Regions from separate parts of the Gossypium hirsutum genome. Here region 1 is linked to region 2. Evidence: chromatin contacts called from public Hi-C data. All regions are on one chromosome and are shown on one strand. The core of a region is the stretch at or near the end of the contact, and the rest is flanking DNA. Distances in the headings are between cores, read along the strand shown. Region 1 overlaps LOC107945330 (a long non-coding RNA gene). Region 2 holds the start of LOC107945321 (phosphoenolpyruvate carboxykinase (ATP) 1).

The links. Hi-C and Micro-C count contacts between places; a contact is called where the count stands out from the background.
Region 1: a contact with region 2 is called in a Hi-C map of leaf, with 3 times the contacts expected there. The contact joins the enhancer-like site here to the promoter of LOC107945321 in region 2. A contact is called at or near these places in 3 of 34 Hi-C or Micro-C datasets (hypocotyl and leaf).

The regions. Positions count from the first base shown.
Region 1 is chrD12:25,689,074-25,694,869 of Gossypium_hirsutum_v2.1, reverse strand. LOC107945330 (a long non-coding RNA gene) reads right to left here. Exons shown (of 4, transcript XR_001696500.2): 3 at 3,890-5,796; 4 at 2,117-2,472. Among protein-coding and RNA genes, the nearest start is that of LOC107945330, 4.9 kb to the right of the region's middle. Within about 2 kb of position 4,414, at least 3 of the 9 cell types and tissues checked have an H3K27ac peak or open chromatin away from gene starts, as enhancers often do. A contact at or near this core is called in hypocotyl and leaf, where this site is marked.
Region 2 is chrD12:25,274,057-25,280,321 of Gossypium_hirsutum_v2.1, reverse strand. It overlaps LOC107945321 (phosphoenolpyruvate carboxykinase (ATP) 1), which reads right to left and starts at 3,429. Exons shown (of 12, transcript XM_016879279.2): 1 at 2,931-3,429; 2 at 2,588-2,778; 3 at 2,363-2,516; 4 at 2,208-2,292; 5 at 2,010-2,110; 6 at 1,561-1,859; 7 at 1,265-1,438; 8 at 1,102-1,167; 9 at 808-986; 10 at 565-734; 11 at 316-484; 12 at 1-195. The coding sequence starts at 3,178. The coding sequence ends at 52. LOC107941066 (eEF1A lysine and N-terminal methyltransferase-like) reads right to left here. Exons shown (of 7, transcript XM_016874586.2): 5 at 5,777-5,943; 6 at 5,530-5,680; 7 at 4,809-5,101. The coding sequence ends at 4,904.

The DNA of each region.
Region 1 (5,796 bases), core at 3,165-5,664, 410 kb before region 2:
AAGGAATACGTGATTAGAGAAAGATATGGATAAATATCTCCACTATTATTTTATACTAGAATAGAAATTTATTTGAGGTAAAACTCTAGTGATTTGATTTGATCATTCGATGCACGTGGGTTACAAAACTTATACATTAAAGACGTGTATTACAATATTTAAGTGGAATTAAGAGAGCACAAAGTTGTTTATTGTCAGGAATATTTGTGCATACAATTTGTTTGTAATTATACTATTTTAGCAACTTGTATTAAGCATTTATTGGGGAAAGCCTAAGTGTGGAGAGTTTCTTCATTGTAATTGTACAAGAATGAGGTTACAATAGTTGTGAGTGAGATTGAGCTTAAATAATCTCTTGTACCATAAAAATTATAACGATTTACCTTCTAAGAAAGGCTCATAGATAGAGAATTGGATCCTATTCGTGTAAATAATTTGATGTATTCATCATTTACTTTTCCAGTTTTAAGTTGTTTCTATATGTCTCGACTTAGCAAAAACAACTTAACACAACTTCAACACTTACATTTCTATATGTATCAACTCAATAAAAACAACTTAACAACTTCAACACTTACATTATGCTTTCGCAGGACAAAAAAATGCTTTTATATATAACCAAAAAAAAAAACCTTTACAATTATATTTAAATCTAGTTTAACCATTTGAGAAAAAAAAACCCTATTTGATATTTTTCTTCTTAACAAAATAAAAATGCTTAGTACACTAAAGATTATATTAAAAATATTTAATGCACAAAACACTATATTAAAAACATTCAATTTCGTAATAATATTATATTAAAAAATTGCTTCATACAATAGTCTCGAATCAGGTGTAAACATTTAAGTATGACACCTTCCTACTATTTAGATTCATAAACTTCTTTTAACAATTGCATCTTTTACATTGTGTTTAGACTAAGATAAAGGGAACAAAAATTCAAATAAAAGAAAGCAAGGGAAACGAGGAAGGAGAAGTTGAGGGAATATTAGAATCCCTTACGGGTGAATTACCTAAAAATGTTAAAATTTTTAAAAAATTATCGAACTAGGGTAATTTTTTTTTTGAAATTTATCGGATTAGGCCAATTTTAAAAAGAAAGATATTGGATGCATTTTCAATAGATTTGACAGGAGAACGCTTCCAGCTAGACGCACTTTCCTGCTCAGTCAGCAAAGCATGTATAGCAAGATGGGTTTTCCTTCTGTCTCCACAAATGATTTTTTTGAAGTTTTTTTTGAGGTTAGGATTTAAAGTTTTTAAGAATTTTGTAGTTTAGAATTTAGGGTTAGGTTCCAAAAATATTATTTTATGATTTTTTTAAATATGATAACATTTTTATATTTTCTTTAACGAAAATTTTTATAGTATTTATATTTGGTGAAAATATATAAATTTTAGAATTGTTATAAATATTTTGAGTTTTAAAAATAATATTATTTTTAAAATTTTGAAATTATTCTGAATTTTTTTGTCATTATTTTAAGACTAATTTGGCAATTACCAAAAAGATAGTCACACCAATCTACCAATCTGTTCTGTTATTCGCATTGTAAAATTTAACTCGATTCGAAATCAAAACACGAATTACTCAATTCGATTAACTTAAAGTTCATATTTTTTTCCAATCGAATTAAGTTTTGATCACTTGTAGTTTATGATGGGTGGAGGTCAACCCAAAATGTTCATAAAATATTATCTCAGGATTCCCAGGATATCTGGCGAGTGAGTGGGAACTTTGCAGGGGTTGAAACAGGGAGAGTGAAAATCCTCCCTACAGGACGCGTCTATACTAACATGTCAAAAAATGCATTGAAAACACACCTCGCTAGAAACGTTTTCAACTGACATGGCACTAAAAATGCCTCCAACTAGGCATGCTTTCAATGCATTTTTCTGACATGTCACTGAAGACGCACCTTGTAGGAGCATTTTTGCTCTCCCTGTTTCAACCCTTGTTGTAACATACTCAACGTGACCCAATTCACCAAGTCTGGATCTCGAGTGTCACTACACAAATACTTAGCAAGAAATTCAAAACAGTCAACTTGAATTCTTAACTTAAAAACTTTATTAAAACATTTTTCTTATCAATTTATTTAAAGGCTCAATATCAAAGAAATAAAGAAAGGTATTTAAAAATAAAATAAAAATACATCAAGCTAATTATAAATTATTACAACACCCAAAATTTGCTAAGGACGGACTTTCAAGGCATAATCCTGCAATACGCCACTATCCAAAGATGTTCACTATATGCACAATAACACGGATCGCCGCTTCCTTGGCGAATTCCTGGCGTAGTCTCTTTTAGTGAACTCATTCTTATAATAATATCTAAAACATAAACATAATACTTACAACTTACACAAACCTAGTGAGTTTGAAATGCAAATTACCTTTGAACCTTTCATGTTGAATTCTTCATCCTGACTATTTAGATGACCCACTTCTGTCTTCGGTGAATACCTTCACATCGTCAAATAATTACATGCTTATATGCCACATGCTTTCTTAACATGTCATCTTTCATCTATCTAAATGACTGACTCTAGACCTTACCAGACAATACTACCTTTTCTCTTCTCTTCAAACAACCATCTTTGGTTATTCCAGAACAGATAATCACGAGTACTATTCTCTTAGCGAATACTATCTACTGTTCTTACTTTTAATGGATTCTCATACTTAGTTTTCCAAATTAGACCATCAACCAGATCATACCTTGATTCAACCCAATAATTATACTCATACTGATAAGGAACACTCTAGGTCATTTAGAAGAAACCTAAACATCTACATTTCACAATATAATAATACCAGATTTACTGAAAACTTAGATTCCAACTATCCCTAAATAAGACATGATACTGCTCAAATGTGACAGATATCAAATAATTCCTATTTCAATCTTTCATAGCGTAGTCCAAATTCATATTAACAAACACTTAAACCTTTCGTAATTTGAATACATCCATATTCTAAACTAATAAATTACCATGGTGGATGTCTTCTTTGAACATACAAATACACACTTCATTCCAAGAACTTCCCTTTAAACTTATTCGATTACATCACAGAACTAAATCAACTAAACTAACTTTAGACATATCATAACCTTTTCATAGACTTAACTATCAAATAATTCTCAAAATTTATCCAAAATTTACCACAATAGCGGATAATAATATTTTACCACATAGATATCATCGAATACACCAATAAGATGATACAAAACTTGCCACAAAAGTGTAGCAGATTATGTCACACAGACAAACATATAGAATCGCGTGTTTACTGTCCGACGGACTTTCACAAAAAGTGTCATGGGTTTCTCCCTCATTGACTTATACATAAATTCATCGTGATCTGTCAGTTCGATCTACACATTATCGAAGACATCACCATGAACATTCATACAATCATATATTGTCATGGGTTTCAGTCACATAGACACACATTCTCATGTCATGATCTGTCAATCTAACTTTCATTTTATTGAAGACTACACCATAAGTGTTTTCATATCATATATTATCATGGGTCTTAACCACATGGTCTTACACTTTTTTTCGTATCGTGATTTGCCAGTCTACTTAGCAATATACCTACCCTACTAAAGGCATCACAAAAAATGTTTTACTCAGAATTAACTTATCCAGATTTGTTCACGCATAGCTAATTGATTCATACATTCCTATATCAAAAATTTTACCTGCATACTTACTAATCACTTTCTATTCACAAAGTAGTTCATACAAAATATTGTCACACACATAACATCTTTACTATGCTTCACCTACCCACCCGTTATCTTAAGTTTTATCATTATATATAAGTCTTTTACCTAAACAATTAACATGTAAGAGTCAAAATAGAGACTCACCTGATACTCACTTACTATAGCTCGAAGCTCTAGACTCGAGCATCCATCTCGACTCAACAGCAACAACTGCTTAAAGAACATATATTCACCATTAAAATCCATTTACAGATAATCTGCTAACATCCCAATCATAAATAACCCCCATGCAAGGCCTTGTATTCATGACTTATTATTCATATAACATTTAACAACCTTACTGTATCAAAAACTTAATATGCAGAGCTATATCACTTACTAGAAGGTGGAACAATCTCTGATTAACTCAAGAACCTTAGCTACCAACTTAATGAGGAAAAGAAAATATTTAAATTTAAGAAAGAAACTAGAAGAAGCTTCCTGACAAACCTTCACACGCACATATATACTCCTAAACCCCTTTAGTGGAACTTGACATTAAGTAATTTGTGTCCAAAATTTGTCATTCTTGACGGCTCATAGATTTTGAAAGAAACATAAATGAGAATCCTATATAATGGACCACCTAATCCAGTTGGTTCCTAACTAGGCCACTTTACAACCCAACTAGCACAGTATCCGGACAAATTAAGCATACTATACATTTGGCGATAACTTTCATATGGCTTATACTTCGCTTGATATATCCTTCTATTAGATAACAGAATAACCTAAAACCTTTATTTACTCAACGAAAGGTACCATACGCCATGTTCAAATTCGCCAAAAGACTCCACATGGCGAATTTCACTACGTCAAACAGATAACTACACAACCACACGCCTTAATCTTGGATCTGCTAGACTTGGGGTGTGACACTTGCAAAGTTCCCACTCACCTATCAAATATCATATTTAATCATCGAGCTCTAACAATACGAATCAAATTTAATTAAAAAAATCAATTTTTTTCATAACAAAATAATTGAAAGTAAACTAAAACAAATTCCAACATAAAACAAGCAAAGAATGTCCCAATTGAATTATCAGCTGGAGTTTAACCCGCATATTAAAATTGAATCTCTCATCTCAATTCTAAAATCAAATTAGATTTTTAATTCAGTTCCAAAAGTAGATAAAGAAAAGTTGATTTTAGGAAGTAAATCCCTATTTCAAAAAAAAAAGAGGCCCAATAAGCTAGTAATTAAATCGTTCGGACAAATTTATGCATGTTCCAAATAAAAGTTGTTATAAATTTACACTTAATAAATGTTAATATCATAATCCAAACTAACATATCTCTATCAAAACATAATATAAATGAATGTGTTGATTAAATTATTTTAATTTTAAAAATATGATTCTATAATTAAAATGGAATTGTATTCATCTTAAGCAATAATTATCTAATATAATAAATCACAAATTCTATAAATTTAAGTTTAATGAATTATTTAGAGATTGGGTTGATCTTATCATGTGATGTATTTCCTCGGTTTCTTATTCAGTCAACGTAAATGGGAAAAGGGGGAGGAATTTTAAGCCTTCTGGGGGGTTTCGTCAAAGTGACCCCCTTGGTCCTTTTCTTTTCCTCATGTGCGGTGAAGGACTTTCGACTTTATTGCGGTTGGCAATGAAAGATGGTCTTTTGCAATAAGCGAAGGCCAGTAGGTAAGGCCCTCAAATCTCGCACATGCTTTTTGGGGATGATAGTATTATTTTTGACGAGGCATCGATCAGATGAGCTTTAGTTGTGAAAGGAATTTTATAAGAATATGAACGATGTTCAAGACAATGCATGAATTTCGATAAGTCTACAATCTTTTTTAGTTCGAATACCATGGAGGAGAAAAATAAAACTGTGACCACTTTGGGGATGCGTTTTTCTAATAACCCGGAGAGGTATTTAGTGTTGCCAAATATAGTGGAAAGGTGGAAAAAGTGTTTCTTCAATTTTAAGGACAGGGTTAAAGCAAGAATTGAGGGATGGAGAATAAGGTTATTGTCACAAGA
Region 2 (6,265 bases), core at 2,180-4,679:
TTATTTGTGTCACTTTCCATCAGTTTATTCGCAACGTTATTGGTTCTTGAATTAAAAGTTTGGACCGGCTGCTAAGATCTCTTGAGTCAGCTTGGTGTCCTTGCCAATCTTGTAATTTGTGAAGGTCTCAAAGTTGTTCTTGAACAGACAACCTAATTTCAACAATGTGTTTTTGTATGCCTTCTTGTCACCCCACTGCAATCCATGAATCAAAATACATCAGCATTCAGAGACAATTCAAGCTATCATCACTAATAAAGAATAAGGTAGGGCCAACATTATGCTCTACAAGGTTGAAGAACGGATATAGCTTACAGTGTTCTCTGGACGCAGGATTTCCGAAGGCACTCCCTCGATCTCAGTGGGGATCTCTAGCCCGAACACATCGATTTTCTCATAAGTTGCATTCAAGAGGCTACCGGAGTGAATAGCATCGATGATTTTTCGGGTGTAGGCTAATTTGATACGGTTTCCAGAGCCATAGCTGTAAAAGAAAATCAACAGTTCCAGGAATTAGTGTTGGATGTTATCCCAAAAAAGGGTTTCCAATAAAAAGCAATTTACCTTCCACCAGACCAGCCGGTGTTGACAAGCCATCCTGTTGCTCCATGCTTTTGCATTTTCTCAGCAAGCATGGCTGCATACTTTGTAGGATGCAACATGATAAATGCTGCCCCAAAGCAAGCTGAGAATGTAGCTGTCGGCTCCTTAATACCATCTTCTGTGCCAGCCACCTATATGGTTATGCATCATCATCAGACAAGTTCAGGGGCTTCAAGCCTTTTTTAGTTGGGCATGGAAACGTACCAGAGCGGTGTAGCCACTAATGAAATGGTACATGGTTTGTGCCAGGTTCAGCTTGCTCACAGGCGGAAGGACACCGAAGGCATCGCATGCCAAAAGGATGACATTCTTTGGGTGTGGTCCAATGCACGGTAACTTGGCATTGGGAATGTATTCGATAGGATATGCTGCTCGAGTGTTCTCTGCAAGAAATGGAAATGGTTGTAATATGATGTGTAAAAATGATTTCCCTGCCAAATTGTTTGACATCAAGGAATTTTCTTTTTTTCACTCCCAAATTGTTCATAATATATATACCTGTAACCGATTTATCCCCGTACTCAACCTCTCTTATATGTTCATCAAACACTACATTTTCCAAAACTGCAGAAACAAAGGAATTAAAAGAATGAAACCAAGCACCACAACTGTATTCCAGTAAAACATAGCCTGGAAAAAAAAGAGCACAAAGAATTTTCACCAGTGCCAAACTTAATGGCGTTCCAGATATCAGGCTCCTTCTCCCTGGAAAGATCAATGCACTTGGCATAGCAACCTCCTTCAATGTTTGACACGCCATAGTCACTCCAACAGTGCTCATCATCTCCGATCAGATACCGGTTGTGATCAGTAGACAGCGTAGTCTTGCCAGTACCTATTAAGAAAGTTATCCAACTAAACACATGAGTGACTTAAATCCTTTTCTTCCAAAACAAGTTTATTAAGGCTTCAAGAACAAAGTAAGGACTAAGACCTTGAACCGATGACACTACATACCTGACAGTCCGAAGAAGAGGGCAACATCTCCATCTATTCCCATATTGCAGCCAGAATGCAAGGAGAGGATTTGACGCTTAGGCATGAGATAATGCATGACACTGAAAAGACCCTTCTTCATCTCCCCGGCATATTGAGTGCCAAGGATGACCATTTCCTTCCTAGCAAGATTAAGGTCTATGCTAGTGGAAGATGTCATGTAGTGTGTATAACGATTACAAGGGAACTGTCCGGCGTTGTATATGGTGAAGTCCGGAGTACCGAAATTCTCCAGCTCTTCATCAGTGGGTCGGATACACCTGCCAACCACCCCACAATTCATCCATTTCTACACTAGAGCTTTTACCAACCTTTTCTATCTTAATTCCTCCATGGGGTTCTTCTATTTGAATCATAGAACTCAACAAATGATGCACATATATTTTTTAAATTTCTTAGCTTTTACTTACATGTTGTGCATGAACAATGAATGATAAGCTCTAGCAGAGACAATCCGTACTTTAATTCTGTTCTGTGGATCCCAGTTTAGGAATTGATCATTCACAAAAACCTGGATAATCATATACATCCAATTACCATCAATCAGATTTCATTACAGTTATTATTATTAAATGAAATAAAGTTTTAAAAGAAAAAAAAAAGTTGACCTTGTCGAGGGAATTCAAGTAATCAACAGCTCTTTCCCTGTTAACAAGAAAGGTATGCTCGTCCATCTCAATGTTGGGTGAGCCCCTGCCATGCAATTCCCCTCAATTGTTCCTTCAATTTTTCTATAATTCATTACAGTTATACATACACTTACCTTCCCCACCAAAGCTCATTTTGGGTGGTGTCATCCATAACAACCCTCTTATCTCTCGGAGACCGCCCCGTCTTGGCTCCTGACAAGGTGGCTAATGCACCTGACGACGTGATAAAAGACCCTTTCTCATACTTTACAGCCTGCTCGTACAACTCTGCACACAAACAATACCCATTTTTTTTTTACATAACGTTATGTTACTTTATCATGTGATGTTATGTATACCTGCAGGGGAGAGGTTGTATAAAACATGGGTGAATTTCAAAGAACTGTCGTCACTGACGCTGATGGCGGGTGCTTCCACGTGGTGGTGGTGGCGGTGCGCCACATGCTCCACCGCTTGACTACTCTTCGCTGCTGGATCTCCCCTTACCACCTTGGGGCCTGTCCCTCTCGTCAGCGACGCCAAAGATGCACTGTTTAAAAACTCAATTAAAAACAAAATCACTGATCGCTGTGTGTCCCCCTAAGATGATCTTCATATTACTACTATTTTTTAAATAACCATCTTAATTCTTTAGGATGATAAGAAAATAATTTAAGTGTTGGAGAGCAGTTGCATGAGTACCTGATGGACTGAAGCTGCTGCCTGCGGCGCTCGTCGTCGGGCAAGCTAGCGAAGGCACCCTGGTTCCCTTCGAGAGGCGTAGTTGGCGCAGATCTCTTCTTTTGCAAAAAGTGAAGCTCATCAATAGTCTGAGCCTTAACGCCTTTTGCACTATCATCGTGACACATCCCGTTTCCCTGCTTATCATCCGTAACAATCTTCGCCAACGGCTTCCTTGCCATTGGCAATCCGGTTCCGTTTGCCGCCATATCTTGTTCTTTCTAAAAACAAAGTGACAATAAAGAAATACAGTAAGACTTTTGTTTTGCAGTGTTATCCAGTATGTCTCCGAAACAATCGCTTTTGGTGTTGTAAAAAGAAGCAAAAGAAATGAAAGGAAAAGAAAACGAGTGAGAAGTGAATTGGAGTTTTCAAAGTTGAAATTGAGCGCCAAAGCCAAGGTTGATGAGAAAGGAAGGGGAGGAGGAGTCCAATTTAAAGGGTTCAGTAGGGTAGGGGTTAACTAAAGAAAAGGGTTAGAGTTGATTATGGTTAAATCCTTATTCAAATTTACCAGTAGAATTACAAGTATACAACCTAGTACAAAGCAGATAAAAGATCCAACTGGATTAGAAACAGTCAATTCAGCTGGTTCCTTCCCACACACGCACACAGACCTGTAACTGGTTTGTTTGTTTGTTTGTTTTTGTTTGGTATGATCACTCGTTTTGTCCTTTAGAGCACGTTTGGTTCGCTGTATTGGATTAGAGGTGTATTGGATTGGATTAGAGGTGTAATGGAATAGAGGTGTAATAGCAAATCAACTGTTTGGTTGAATGTAATGGAATAGAGGCGTAATAGTAAAACTGTGTTTGGTTGAATGTAATAGAGGTGTAATAGTATAATGGAGAAAACTAAAATGACCAGAATACCCTTACCATAAATTTGTTTTGGTAAATGATTATTGTTATTGTTATTTAAATTTTAATAAGATTATTTATTATCAAAAATAAATAATTTAATCATATTTAAACATAATTATTATTTAATATATTTTAATTAAAATATATAATTTAATAAAATTCTTAATAATTAGCAGAAATTTGTTTTGGTAAATTATTTTATTTAAATTTTAATAAGATTAATATCAATAATAAATAATTTAATCATATTTAAACATAATTATTATTAAATATATTTTAATTAAAATATATAATTTAATAAAATTCTTAATAATTAATATTCTTATATGAATTTACTCAAACCATAATATATGATACTGTAAAATATAAAATAACATAATTATTATTAAATATAATATAATTAAAATATATAATTTAATAAAATTCTTAATAATTAATATTCTTATATGAATTTACTCAAATCATAATATATGATTATAACTAATATGATTTAATTAAATATATGATTTAATAAAATTTAAAATTATTATAACTAATATGATTATAGTTTATGAATTTGTATAATTTAAAATAATAATTATTACATATAATTTAATAATAATATATAATTTCATAAAATTCTTGATAATAAAAATTTTCTTATATGAATTTATACAATTTAAAATAATTAATATTAAATATAATTATATAGTGATATATAATTTCATAAAATTCTTAATAATAAAATGTTCTTATATGAATTTACTAAAATCAATATATAACTTGAGAATTATATTATGCATAAACATAATTAACTTATATTAAGAAAAGGTTAGATGAAAATGAAATTGTACATTAAAATCCATATGTTATATAGTTTTACAACATCAAAAAGTTTGAACATTGATATTTAATGGTAAGAATGCATACCATTCAAAGAAAAGAAATAAAAACCCACCTCGGACTTTTCTCATTCTGTGGTGCAATCTTCAGTCACCCAGTTTCAATGCCATTTGCTTCAAAATCTGCAAAAGCTTGCTCTCGAGTTACTTGAGAATACATTAAAGGGGAAACTTTGTTATCAAACGGTCTTCACTTTAAACGTTTGAGCTTCTTTGCTGCATCTGTGATGCTCTGGCTTATCTCGGGATGTTCGGACTTGAGCAATTTATCAAGTTTAAGGGCAGCATCAGGTATGCAATCCTCCTCAATGTGAGACTCCGAACAAAGACCGAAAAGTACTAGGTTGACCTCTCCCTCCAGCTGAATGCAAAATAAGTGGCTAAAAACCTGAATGATGAGCATAACATAACCAAATTGCAATGAGATTTGCATGGTTCGATGCTACATAAATGTTGTAAGCATGGAGAACGAAAAATTAGTTAATCCAAGAACTACTGTTAGCTTTCTAAATTCTTAAATCCACATAATAAGTTCCCGATGGTTAAAACAATCAACGAAGTTAAATTTATAAAAATAAATAGTAGCATTAGACTACATGGGATGCAGTAAACATTCCTAGGAGGGTCATATCCTTGAATCCATGTAAAGATAAAGGTCGGACATGGGTACTTAAGGAAAAAAGAGTCGGACCAACATAGAAATAAATAGTAATAAGAAGCTTTTAAATATATTTACATTAGATTTATAGAGAGAGTATAGAACCATGAAACAAGAGATGAACTTTGATTAGCGAGTATTTATGTTCTTAATCTCACCTCTTTCATCCTTGAGACAACTGCATCCTTGATGGCAGGAGACCTTGAGACCAAATTAATAACAAAGAGACCTTGCTCGGAAAGAGTATCTTTTACGTTTTGAAGAAAAGAATCTTCCACAAAATCAGCAGCAGGACATCTCAGTCCAGAGCTATAAAGACAATACAACAGAGGTGATTAAAAGATGTATTTAAAAGCTTTCCGCTTTGCAACAACAATTGTTGTAGCCGTTAATAGAGCAATTCACCTTGAGTCAGAAGAGTCCACATCAACAATAATTATGTCAATAGCGGTACTTCTGCTTTCAGCATCTGAAAGTTTGCAACTTCCGTTGGAAGAAAGGAGCACTTCATTGCCAGCTGAAAATAAGTTTCTGTAGTCCCGGACAAACTGGATGCCATCAGCAATATGTACCTAAAAAATTGGAAGGCGAAAATATTTGAAGCTCTATTTAAAATATATATTATATCTGTCATCTTACAATTCTTTTACAAATGCATTCTTGAAAAGGTGAAACAGATAAATTTCCTACCATATTCATTCTATCTTTTCCAACTTTTATTATTATACCTAAGACATTGAAGATACTTCCTATACGGCTGACGTCTTGATAATAACATAAATATTTGTGTGTAGTTAGACAATTGACCTAAGAGGGTTTAAGAAAGTTCATAAGAAACTTTCAGTTAAGGCTTGATAATATTCAGGGCCTCACAGGTTTCCTAATTAGACCAAA